Linked DNA regions of Mus musculus: region 2 is linked to region 1. A link is a contact called in public promoter capture Hi-C data. All regions are on one chromosome and are shown on one strand. Each heading gives the region's core, a stretch centred on a gene start, on an enhancer-like site or on the middle of the called end of the contact. The rest is flanking DNA. Distances are from core to core; before and after follow the strand shown. Region 1 overlaps Rfc5 (replication factor C (activator 1) 5). Region 2 overlaps Ksr2 (kinase suppressor of ras 2).

Region 1 (6,449 bases), core at 422-2,921:
TTAATCCCAGCACTTGGGAGGCAGAGGCAGGCGGATTTCTGGGTTTGAGGCCAGCCTGGTCTACAGAGTGAGTTCCAGGACAACCAGGGCTACAGAGAAACCCTGTCTCAGGGGAAAAATTTTTTTTAAAATGGAAAGCAGGACACTGGTGGCAACTCTTCCACATGGCTGGGATGCTGCCTTCACTCAGCTTGAAACTTGGGAGCAAGCTCTCCATGGACAAGAAAGTCAGTTTCTCCCTTTGACAGCACACACTGAAAGCACCTCCCTGAGATGCATTTTACCCATGGTGCACCGGGTGCCCTCCAGTGCCCCTCATCCGGCCCAAGGGAAGTCTGGTCCCAAGGTAACAACAGTCTGAAGGCCTAGAAGGAATAGTCTCTAAGGAGTTCCCTGTGACACAGTGTGACACAGACATGCAGGTAGACAGCCCAGCACGGTTAAACTCTGAACACACGCTTTATTCTTCCTGTGAAGGACTTGGTAAAAACACAGCCCAGCAGTGCGGCAGGAACGTCTGCAGTGCCCCATTCCCCCCAACAAGTGAGGTGTGCAGTCTGAAGGCAAACTGTTGTAGTTTCTTTCCTATTTTCACAATAGAATTTGGAACCTGCTGGCAAGCCTTCTAAAAGTGGGAAAGGCCACTGCATTGTTCCTGAGACAGAGTCTGTCTCACTAGGCTGACCTGCAGCTGCCTGGCAATTCTGCCTCAGCCTCCTGGGTCCTGAGGTTATAGGCATGTCAGCACTTTGGGCAAAAGACTGATTTTGAAATTTTGTAATAAAATATTTGATTAGAAACCTACTAGCACCCATTTAGAGTTGGAAGACAGGACGCAACTCAGCTGCAGCCAATTTGTCATCCCAGTGACTGATAGTAAAGACTTTGAAGCAGCCCTCACCACGGGACAGGGTAGTTTCCCCTATAAAGACAAGCAGTGTCGATCATTATGGATTAAAGTTGCCCTGTCCATCCCTGCTCCAAACAGCCACAGAGAGCAGTACCTAAATGCCTGCAGAGAGACTTCTGTGACTGGGTTTATCCAGTGGCCCAGGGCAGCATGTCCTCTGTCCTCCAGTCACCCAGGGGCCAGGCCTCAGAGCTTCTAGGCCTCTGCAACTATCAGGTCTCTGGTGACTTGAAAAGCGGCGATGAGGGAGCTCAGCTGTATCTTCTCACTGGTGCCAACAGAAAGTCTGTACCTGGGAATAACAAACCCAAGTTGAGTATAAAGCACCCAGGCCCTGCCTATAAGGGTGAGAATGTGGGAGCTGCTATGGCCTGCCATGGAGGCACTGGAGCGGACAGACCCACCCTGGTTAGCACTGCCGTCTGTGTCCTCCAACGTTCTTCTCCCCAACATTCTCTTGGTTGAAGCTGCCGAGGCCGGATTAGAAACCCAGCACCAGCAGGTTCTGAGTTGCACTCGGCCCTCTACAGACAGACAGGGCAGGGTGCACAGGATGGAGGCTTAGGAACTGCTACAAGGAACTCTGCAGATTCCCCTCGGCTGTGGCACTGCAGCAGAGAGCTGCAGGTTCACTGAAGGGCAGTAAAGCAGGACACCAGCAGCTCATCTTGTCACTTGTCACTCCCAACACAGTGATAGGAAATGACCTACTTTGCCTGCATGAGCAAGTGACAGCCTATTGGAGCTTGTGATACTAGTATTTGGTTGGAGCCCAGTGTGCTGTCCACTTAATGACAGCTGCCAGAATCGCTGGGGAGTAATGACAGTGTTTACTGAGCTGGGCAAAGTGAAAAATTGAGTCTGTTTGTTTTTCTCCACTGGGCTCCTGTATGTCACATTGCCTTAATAAGTGGAGTAGCTGGCCATCTCCAGACGACCTGCATGCCCGGTGTGAGGAGAGCCAGGAGCTCAGCTCAGGCAGGGACCGCTCTGCGCTCATCATCCTCACACAGCCTGCTCCACAGTGCAGTTGGCACTACCCCACTACTTGTGTGAATGGCACACAAGCTGAAACTAAAGAGCTTACAACAGGAGAGGGGACAGCCAAAGAAGAGGGGACAGCCAAAGAACTGAAACTGGGAACACACTCACTCGATGTCTGCCATTTTGGTCAATAAGTGTATCCGAACTGAAGATGGAAAGTCAACTGAGGGAAAAACAGAATCAAATGAGTGAGATTACCTTGCGGGCGGGCGGGCCGCACACACACACACACATACACACACATACACACACACACACACACACACACACACACACACACGACTTCTGACAAGCCCAAGCATCCCTCAGACCCATGCATACAGATCATGAGACGGATGAGCTGATCGTGGTGTGGGCGCCACTGCTCTTTATCACACACGTGCTGGGGGCAGCTCAGGAAGTGTTCCATCTCCTATGCCACCAATAAAGACCCCACAAACATACATGGCCCCATCCCCAGTGGTCATAGAACATGAATAAGTCAGCATTGTCCACAGTGGGTGACAGCTATACACTAACCAGAAAGCTCATGTTACCCAGTTTTGAGGACAAACTTAAGCAACAGATTCCACACAGGCTCACAGTACTGGGGACCTGAGAGCCTCTCCATTTGGAGGTGGCGGCTGGGAGACAAAAGCTTCCGAAGGCTGGCATCCCCTCCCCACTCTGAATCATCTCGGGTGATTCTCAGGTTCTGCCTATGCTGAGACTGAGCCCTGAAATGAAGCAGGAAGCAGGAACTTAAAGGCAGCTTCCTGGAGACTGTCGAGTTTGCAGGAACACATCTTTTCCCCTTTGTGGGATGCATCTTAGAATGTGACTTAGAGGCTGGAGTCTGCTGAATGTCTAGGATGCATCAGTCCTGGGTACGGACCCCAGAAATAAGCTCAGTGGAGACAGCCCAGTGGTAGACCACATGTCTCCCATGCGCAAGGCCCTGGGTTCAATCCCTGGTGTGGGAAGCTTGTAATGAGAATGAAATGTACAGTACAGCCTCCACGGGCTCATTTCCACTAACCCTATCAGTTACAGATATTACAAAGATTTTGGACAGAGCCATTCAGAACTGCTCAAGATTAAGGGTCAGTCACTGTCTTCCCGTTTCTGCTCTGAGGCAAAGATGTCACACTCTGTAGCTATCCCAAAGCTGTGCCTCCTCCCGGCTCCACATAGTTACCTCTGTGTACAAACAAGTGAACCTCTGTCAGGATGTCATGCAGCGCCAAGCCCTTCAGAGTCTTCAGCTCCATGATGTCTGGGGAGGAGCAGCTAAGGGGAGGGGAAGCATTCCAGAACCTGCTGCAGGGAGGCTTCCACACCAGCCCCTAGTGGCGACCTGGCAGTTGGGCTCTTCATCCCAGGACAGTAGCAGCAGGCCCCATTCTAACTCGCCCCATGTGATCCTCAACATGCTTTTCTAAAAGGGATAGCCCCGCCTTGGCAGAGCAGACAGCTCAGAGGGTAACACAGCCGCCTGTAGCTTCTCATCTCACTGCACAACAAGGCAGTGAGTCCGCTTAGACTGTGAACGGGGAAGCTCCGGACAGCCATTGAGGAGGAGAAGGGCACTCTGCCTGGGGATGACACCTGTCACCTGGGAGGTATAGGTGCTGGCTGCAGCCTGGGCTTCTGGCCACCCTGAGCCCTAAACCTAGCAGCAGTTGCCCAAAAGGATACTTTTGTAGGCAGTGGTGAAGTCCTGATTGAGCATCCAGTCCAGTATATTGGCAATGTCCGTCTTGAGTGGGTGTCCGGTGCAGGTGTAGACAGTCTCCTCTGTCACCTTCCCAAAGGCCATATTGGTACTCTGCAGGAGGAGGGCCCAGGGGCTGTCAGCAGCTGCCCTGCCGCAGTGACAAGGCACAGGCCAAGCACAGTGGGAAGGAATCTTGAACTCTGTGCACTGGAAGGGCTGCCCTCTGCTGTGAACACTACAGCATGTGGCGCCCTCCCATAGCTTAGAGCAGCGCAGAGCCTTCCCATCAGAACACACAGGCAGGGAGCTAGTGCAGGCAAGGGGAATCTTACTAGGAGTCTGAATGAACGTGTGGACTAGCTGGCTGGCTTTCCTGTAAAACTATTTTGAAGCAATGGTTTAAGTGCCTGCAGTGTGACTGTACCTGAAGGATGTTCAAAGCCCTTCGCATGTCCCCACTGGACAGAGTGACAAGGGCCTTCATTCCATCTTCACTTATATCCACACTAAAAGGAAACAGGCAGAAGAGTTAACTAAAGCCCCCTCTGCAAGAGCACAGACTTCACCCACCACGTGAGCCCTGAATGATGAAGCTTCAAGGAAGGAAAGCACCAAAATGGAGGGGACAGCACTCTCCTGCACATCTAAGCTACTTGTGCTTAGGAACATGTGTCACATGAGTGGCCAGACCCCAGCCAGAGCTTTACTATGGACCAAGGCTTTAAGGAAGTGGCTGCCGAGAGACATTTCTGGGAAGAAAGAGGATATAGCTGGGCATCTCATCACCCAGAATGGATGTCTCAGAGCCTTCCCTTCTAGCCAGCTGGCAGCACGTACAAAAGGACTCAGCAACAGTCAGTTCCCACGACAAAAGAGAGGCGACAGCCTGCAGGAATATAGGTGGGGGTCAAGAACAATCAAAAGGGCTCAGGAGGCAGAACACCGAGGGCCCGAGCAGCCAGGAGGCCCCAGCCGGGGCTTTCCCTGCCTGCCGCTCACTCCCCAAACCCTCCCTCTTCCTTCTTGTAAAGCAAACTCACTTCTCTTCTTGTACTACATGTTCCAGTCGAGGGACCATGAGCTCGGGTGTCAGAGGGCCAAATCGGAACCTCGTGCACCGAGACTGCAAGGCAGGGATGATCTTGGACAGGTAGTTACAGATGAGGCAGAACCTGGTGTTTTCTGTGAACTTCTCAATCACTGGGAGAGAAACCAAACACTTCACGTAAGAGGACCCAGGGAAGGCTTAATGATACTAAGTGAGAAAGCTGCCTGTAGGGTAGAGGGTATTATGGGACATGGCAGGTTCAGCTTAACCCCCATCCTGTGTAGCTCTCATTCTGTGAAGCCCACACTGGTTCAGACTCCAGGCGATCTACCTGCTTCCATTTCTGGAGTACTTGTACTGGCACGAGTCATCACACACAGCTTGCAAAGCTAGTAGACGTACCATTAGATGCACAAATGCATCTTTTTATCATCTGCCACAACACTAGCACCCCAGTCTTGTCCAATATTCGCACAATTCCCTGCAGCCCATGTCTGAAAGTCTAGGAGCAGTCAGTGAGCAACAGCCAGCACTTAGGAATGCACAGGGCACCAGTGTCCCCACACAGATCTGCCCACAGACAGTCACTCAGCAGAACAAGGTGCTGAAGGATGTCAGCACTCTAGGACCAGAAGAAATCCTATTCCCTCAACCCACTTCCTATTCCTCACTCCCAGGTCTCGTCTCCCCAGGCTCCTGAAGCTGTTCTTCCCTCCCAGCAGATTCCCTTACAGTGTTAGTGGGAGCTGCTCACAAAGGGTCTTTAACAGGCGTGGCTACAGCCCCACTCCACAGGAAAACACAGGGCTCACTCGGTACCACAGTCACTCATACACTCAGTCTTTCCTGATGGGTTTTTCTTTTTACCAAAGGCAGAGGATCTGACAGTGAATGAGGAGCGTAAGCCTTATTTCCACTGAATGCCACAGACTTCCAACACAGAACAGAAGCCAGCCCTAGAGGATGAGATGACAGAGGCTATCCGTCCTGAGGGCGCTACGGGCAGCCTTGTCTGCATCACTGGGACTAAGAGGTGCCTCCTGATGGGAAGGTAATCTCATACCCACAAACCCTGGCCCTCCTGCTACACTCCTTGGCCAACCCGTCAGATGGGGCAGCAAACCTCACCTCGTCTCAAGGCGTTCTGGGCATCCTGAGTCATGGCGTCGGCTTCGTCCAGGATCACAAGCTTAAACCCTTTCCTAGGAGAACAAAGGCATGTGGAGGTTCCCTCAGCTTCCTTCCACACCAGGCTGAGCCTCCATCTTCACACTTGGGCTACCTCATGTCCATCTTTCTCAGACCCCGATGAAGGCTGATAACTGCATCCACACCTGCCTGTCAATTTCATCCCTTAGATGTGGCAGGTAAATCCCTCCCTGAGTTGTTAGTCTTCCTCCCAGTATCCTAGATCAGCTGCTTGCTTGTGGGGACTAGAATCCAGGGATGCGAGTAGGTCAAGCACAAACAGTTCCCAGGGCTACACACACCCCCAAGCCTGTTTACTCCTGTGTGTGTTTGTGTGTGTGCCGATGCCACATCACATCACAAATATGGAGGAGGTCACAGAATGACTTGAGGGAATCAGTTGTCCCCTTCCCCATGTGGGTCCTAAGAACTGAACTCTTGGGTCATCAGGCTTGGTGGCAAGTGCTTTAGCCCGCTGAACCATCTCACCGCCCTCCTCCTTGCCTAACTGAGCTCCATGTCAGTCCTCCTTCCTTATCTCTTATCCCTGTTTTAAACTGAGA
Region 2 (5,812 bases), core at 2,102-4,601, 79 kb after region 1:
AAGATGGGCCTGTTAGAACTTCATCTTCATGGAAAGGGTTGTCTTCACTAGGTGAGCCTGAAGGGAGGGCACTCGGGGTCTGATCGCACTCACTTAATGAGCTCGCATTGCACTCACTCAATCGATCGCTTGGGTAGAAGTGTCAAATCACTCTTTCCTGGATGGGCAAAGTGAGGCTCAGAAAAGGTAGGTCAGCTTCATAGGACCACACAGCCTGCAAATGACAGAGTGTAGATCTACAGGGCTTCAGAGCCCGTGCGTGCCTTAACTGCCATGCTAGGTGGTGACTGTTAATTCTCTTTATAATGTGGCCTCGAAGGTGGTTTTATTGAATTTGCATATCGTTTCCTAGACATTTATTGTCTATATGAATATGTATTGTATATACGTATATGAATATTGTATATATGAATAGAGACACGGTAGAGTTGGCATCTGTAGGGGTAGAGATATCAGCCAACAGCAGCCCATATTTGCACGGTATTGATCACGACCGACATTGTCCCGAATTCTCGTCATGCTCTCTCTCTCTCTCTCTCTCTCTCTCTCTCTCTCTCTCATCTTTCTCTCTGTCTCTTTCTCTTTTTCTTTCTCTCTGTTGCATATATACCTGTGTGTGTGTGTGTGTGTGCATATATGTATGTGATCCGTGTTTGTATGTGTGTAGGTTTGTGTGTACATGAGAGAGATGCGGAGAGAGGGGAGAGAGAGGGAGAGAGAGAGAGACAGAGAGAGGAAGAGAGAGGGAGAGAGAGAAATGAGGGAAGGACAGAGGGAGAGAGAGAATGGACACCCAAGGTTGATAGGGTTGATGTTGGATATCTTCCTCAATATTTCTCTCTGTCTCTGTCTCTCTATCTCTCTGTCTCTCTGTCTCTGTCTTTGTCTCTCTCTCTCTCTCTCTCTCTCTCTCTCTCTCTCTCTCTCTCTCTCTCTCAACTTGGAGCTCACCAGCCCAGCTGTCCACTTGGTTCTCATTTTTACCTCACCGGGCACCAGCTTTCCCAGGGCTGCCAAGGCTCTGACCTCTGACCCTCACACTTGTAAGGCCAGTCTTCCCAGCTCAGAAGTGTGGGTCTCCGATGAAGTCATTGAACCATGGGTTAGTGAGTGATGTGAGCGGCTTCCACAGTCTCAGTCTCTGTCTCCGTAGTCACTTTTCCACCACAGACCGCCCAGGGTCTGTCTGGCCATTTGTCATCACAAGCTGGGCAGGGGCCGTCGGTGATTTATCATCTGGCCTCTTATATTCAGAGCCATTGATGCACCACGCTCGGCTCCTCTTGACCTGGTCCCTTGCTTCCCTGCTCAAGGCAGCTGAGAGCTATCGAAGATGCAAAAATCCCGATTAATAATCTTGTACTTTGAGTCTCATGGGAAATATGGACCGTTTCTTTCTTGCTGTGGATCTGTGCAGCCTGGGGACTCTGGCTCTTTGGCAGCGAGCACAGGATCAGCATCAGGTGTGATTTAAAAAACAAACAGGTAAAATTAGGAAACCAGCAGGACAAAGAGGACAGAGGGTAACAGGACAGGGGAAGGTGGGCAGGGCGAGGGTCAGCAGGGGCGGGTTGCGGGCAGGCAGAGGAGGGGAGAACTGGGTTGGGTTGGGTAGGCCGGGTGGGCAGGGTCTGTGGCTGGAGTCTAATATTGTCAAGCATGGGAGACGAGAAAGTTCAGGGTCAGGAGCAGAGCATGGCCGGAGGCACACTTGGTGCAGAGTTCAGGATAGCAAACAAAAAGGCTCCAGGCATTCTTGGTATGGATAAGGCAGTGGCTGATCTCTGTCCACTGCAATTGTCAATACTATCAGGGCCACTGCGACCACTGGCAGGAGCCTGATTGGACCTACGGGCCTCCCTTAGAGACAGTGGGGTGGGGACGATCACTGGACCCTCAATGGCGAGTCCAGCTCTCCCCGAACCTCCCAGGTATAAGGATATAATTCTGCCCAGATGGCAAGTCTCCGGGGAGCTGGAGTATTAACCGTGGGAGACTAACTGAAGTGGAGACTCGCAGCTGGGGTACGCTAGTCCATACTGGGTGAGGCCGCTTTGGGGTCCCACCTGCTTTGTAAGGGAGCACAATAAACTCATGAGTTCCCCAAGTTTCCCTCTCATGGAATCTTACTTCAGTTTGTCATCTGGCTCTGTAAGGAGGAGCCATGTTTGCATTTGTTTATGTCTCCCCAGGGAAGGAGCTCAGCCATGCCTCCTGAATAGATGCAGGGTCTTGCTGCCCTTGCCTCAGAATCTGGGAAACCCCGTGTGGGCCCGTGTTTTCTTCTTTTCTTCAGAAAGCCATCCCCAGTGGAGTTGCTTCTACAGGGGCAAGAGAATAAGGATCATGGTCTGGGGAGGGTGGGGGGTGGAGGGTGTTGGTCATGGTGCAGAAGCTCCAGCCAGGGTTTCAGGTTTTACGCAATTTCTCCTCATTTTCAAACTAAGGTGACTTGAAAAGGGGGTTGGTTGTGAGAGCGGTTCATCTTGGTTCTCTGCTACGGAGGTGAGAAAGAGCACAAAGAGGCCGCACGGTGTGGCTTCAGAGCCTGGCCTCCCAGGCAGCATCTGTACCTTAAGCGTCCCACCCAGGTGCAGCTCTGTGTCAGGTGGGGCGTCTCAAGCCTTGCTCCTTTATTAATAAAGGAAAAAAGTCTCAGATATCTCCTACATGTTATTGTTTTTCTTATGTTACTTAAATAGCTACCGACACAAGTGAACGTACTCTTACTAAATTATAATAATTTATTTAGTCATTCATGCGTGCACACAGCCTGTGTGTGGAGGTCAGAGGATAGCTGGGGGAAACAGTTCCCTCCTCCCCCGTGAGGCCCAGAGGGTGAACTCTGCTTCTCAGGCTTGGCAGCAGATATCTTTATCTACCGGGTCTTCTTGGTGGCCTGCAAGAACTGTTCTTAGCCTGGGATATTTATCAAAGTCTAGAGACTCTCTGTGACGATGATCTAGTTGAGGCTATGTTATCAGACTTGGTGCGTAGAGCAGGCTGGCTAATCCTTACCCTATGGCGAGCAGCGTAGCTGACCACAATGAAGGAAAGTCCATCCCTAAGCATCCAGAGAGCCCAGGTTAAAATTCTCACATCCACACCAAGGCATAGCATAGCATAGCATAGCGTCTAATTCATCGTTCACCAGCATGCCCAAACCCAATACAGGTGCTTTTACAAAACCAGGTCACGCCATTGCCCGACATCAACGATGCAGATATTTTGCTGAGAATAAACTGTTCATTAAAATTCAGTGGGTCCAACCTGCTCTTGTGTGGGTCATTTGGTCCCTGGTGAGCCTCAGGCCTGTGCAGTCGGTGGCTTAGTTTTTCTGAGGAGTGAGGACTAATGGACCATAGGAGTGACTATATTTGGTCTTCACTCAGGGGATTGGGCGGGATCCTGTGTATTGAATCTGCTGAAGTTTGATTCTCATTAGCTTGTGATAATTAAAGTGGTGTGGCTCCGTGCCAACTGTGTTATAAGTTAGAGCCGCTGAGGGCCCTAGGTAGAACTGGCTTTTAACGTGGGTGTCCAGGTCACGTAGCAGGTACGTGGCCCAGGTTCCATTCTGAAAACTTATATTATTATAAAACTTATATTATTATAAAAATATAATAATACAATGCACACTTAAATACAAACTTAAATTTTTATTTGAAAACACTGCTGGCACAGGGGAGACGGCTCAGCGGTTAAGAGCACTGGCTGTACTTCCAGAGGACGCAGGTTCAATTCCCAGCACTCATGTGGTGGCTCACAACCATCAGTTTCAGAGAATCTGAGCCTCCTTCTTCTGGCTTCCATAGGTACCTGGCATGTAACACGGTGTGCAGACATGCATGCAGGCAAAAACATTTATGCCCGTAAAATAAAAATAAACGAAATCTACAAAAACAAAACAAAACAAAACAAAAAACCAAATTAAACAAAAGACTCCCCAGCTAGGCATGCAGGTGCACACACCTTTAGTCTCAGCACTCAGGAGTCAGAGGCAGGAAGATCTCTGCGAGTTCCATGCCTGCCAAGGCCAGAGAGTGATACCGTATCTCAAAAGCTGAAGCAAAACTTATTTTGAGACACAGTCTCCCTGTGTAGCTCAGGCTGGCCTTGGACGCACAGCCATTCTGCCGCCTCAGCTTCTCATGCCGGGATTATGGGGTGACCTTCACTTAGCAGTGCATTTTGGTGCTGGGGGGTCGAGCCTAGGACCTCACATGCTTCCTAGATGCTCTTCCATTGGCTCACAAGTCCAACGTCATCAACTACGCCCATGTTTGTAGCCTGTGCATGCGCAGTAGATGCTCTTCCATGGGCGCATAACCCTAACGTCATCATTTTTGTAGGATGCTTTGTTACACAGAGTGGCGGTCTCGGTATGACACATTCGTTGTCGTACACACTGTACTTTCGCCATTATCACCTTGTATTCTCTCTTGTCCTCCCCTTCAACATCGCCTCTTCCTTTCATCTCCTAAATAGCCCTTTCTGTTGTCACATATTGTCTGTCTTTATTATTTGTCTCCCCCCGCCCCCATTTCCTATTCCACCTAATATAATGATCTCTAATAATGTCCATTTTCTTCTAAATGACAAATTTTTGTGCTTTAAAAACAAGTCTTTTATTTATTGATTGACTGTGCATTGGTGCTCTTCCTTTGTGTGAGTCTGTGTGGGAGTGTCAGATCCCATGGAACTAGAATCACAGACAGTTGTTAGCTGCCACGTGGGTGCTGGGAACTGAACCCGGGTCCTTTGGAAGAACAGCTCTTAACCACTGAGCCATCTTACCAGCTCAATTTTTTCTTCTTTATGGCAGAATAAACTCCACACACACACATCACATTTTCTCTTGTTATTTTAAAGGTTTAGTTATTTTTATTTTATGTTTTTGAGAGTCTGCCTCTTTACATGTGCTCTGTGTGCATGTTTGCTGCCCATGGAGGCCAGAAGAGGGCGCCCAGACCTCCTGGAACTGGAGTTACAGGTGCTTGTGACTCATTGTGTGGGGTGCTGGGAACTGAACGTGGGTCCTCTGTATGAGCATCGAGTGCTCTAGACCATCTTTCCAGCCCCACGTCACAGTATCTTTCCTTTTATCCATCCATCTGCTGATGGAAATCAAGACTGAGCCCATAACTTGGCTACTCTGAGCAGGGCAGCAGTAACAGGCATGGTGGGCACATGTCCCTGTGGTTCCTTCATGTGTGTGCTCAAGTTGAATAGCTGCATCATCTTATTATTATACATACAGTAATGTAGCATTCCTGTATGGCGTTAGAGGGGAGCCTTGAGCATAACCTGGTTTTGTGTGTCTGTGGTGGGGGACATCTGGATTCTTCCATGAGCCTGGGGGTGGGGGCGGGGATGTCAGGGAGGAGGTGACATTCGAAGCAGGTCTTGGAAAAAGTGAGGTTGTTTTAGCATTTACTGGTCGGGACCCATGGGAAAGACAGAGGGAAAGGACCCTGGGATTTTTCTAGGAGTTAGGTCTGTGACCAGCTTGTTGACAGAGATACTTCTTCTGTGTTGCTCAACACTGTCTCTATAGAATTTAGAATTTAGTCATTTTACGGAGCAAGTTCAAGGTCACATCAGCTGAGAGGCCTGTTCCCCAGTGCTCATGGAAGCTTAGTACAGCAGATGTCGACGTTCCCCTTCAAATTCCTGTGTTGACATTTAAACCCCCGACATCATGATGTCAGTGATGGATGCTCAGTGGTCAAAGAGCTTAAGGTGGGGCCCTTGTAGCTGAGATTTGCTGAGTTCTCTCATTTTCTTTCCAGTATGTGTGGGCACAGCGGGA

The links. Capture Hi-C pulls out chosen DNA fragments and counts their contacts.
Region 2: a promoter capture Hi-C map of pancreatic islet shows a contact between it and region 1. The contact joins two enhancer-like sites. A contact is called at or near these places in 3 of 115 datasets of contacts at active chromatin or transcription factors (bone marrow-derived macrophages and embryonic stem cells) and 1 of 9 other capture datasets (pancreatic islet).

What each region holds. Positions count from the first base shown.
Region 1 is chr5:117,378,705-117,385,153 of GRCm38.p6, forward strand. It overlaps Rfc5 (replication factor C (activator 1) 5), which reads right to left. Exons shown (of 11, transcript NM_028128.1): 5 at 5,827-5,900; 6 at 4,691-4,850; 7 at 4,075-4,156; 8 at 3,632-3,761; 9 at 3,132-3,209; 10 at 2,063-2,117; 11 at 441-1,202. The coding sequence ends at 1,106. Among named protein-coding and RNA genes, the nearest start is that of Rfc5, 7.1 kb to the right of the region's middle. Within about 2 kb of position 1,672, at least 22 of the 459 cell types and tissues checked have an H3K27ac peak or open chromatin away from gene starts, as enhancers often do. A contact at or near this core is called in pancreatic islet, where this site is marked.
Region 2 is chr5:117,456,205-117,462,016 of GRCm38.p6, forward strand. The region is part of intron 1 of Ksr2 (kinase suppressor of ras 2); the gene reads left to right. Among named protein-coding and RNA genes, the nearest start is that of Gm42013, 25 kb to the right of the region's middle. Within about 2 kb of position 3,352, at least 7 of the 459 cell types and tissues checked have an H3K27ac peak or open chromatin away from gene starts, as enhancers often do. A contact at or near this core is called in pancreatic islet, where this site is marked.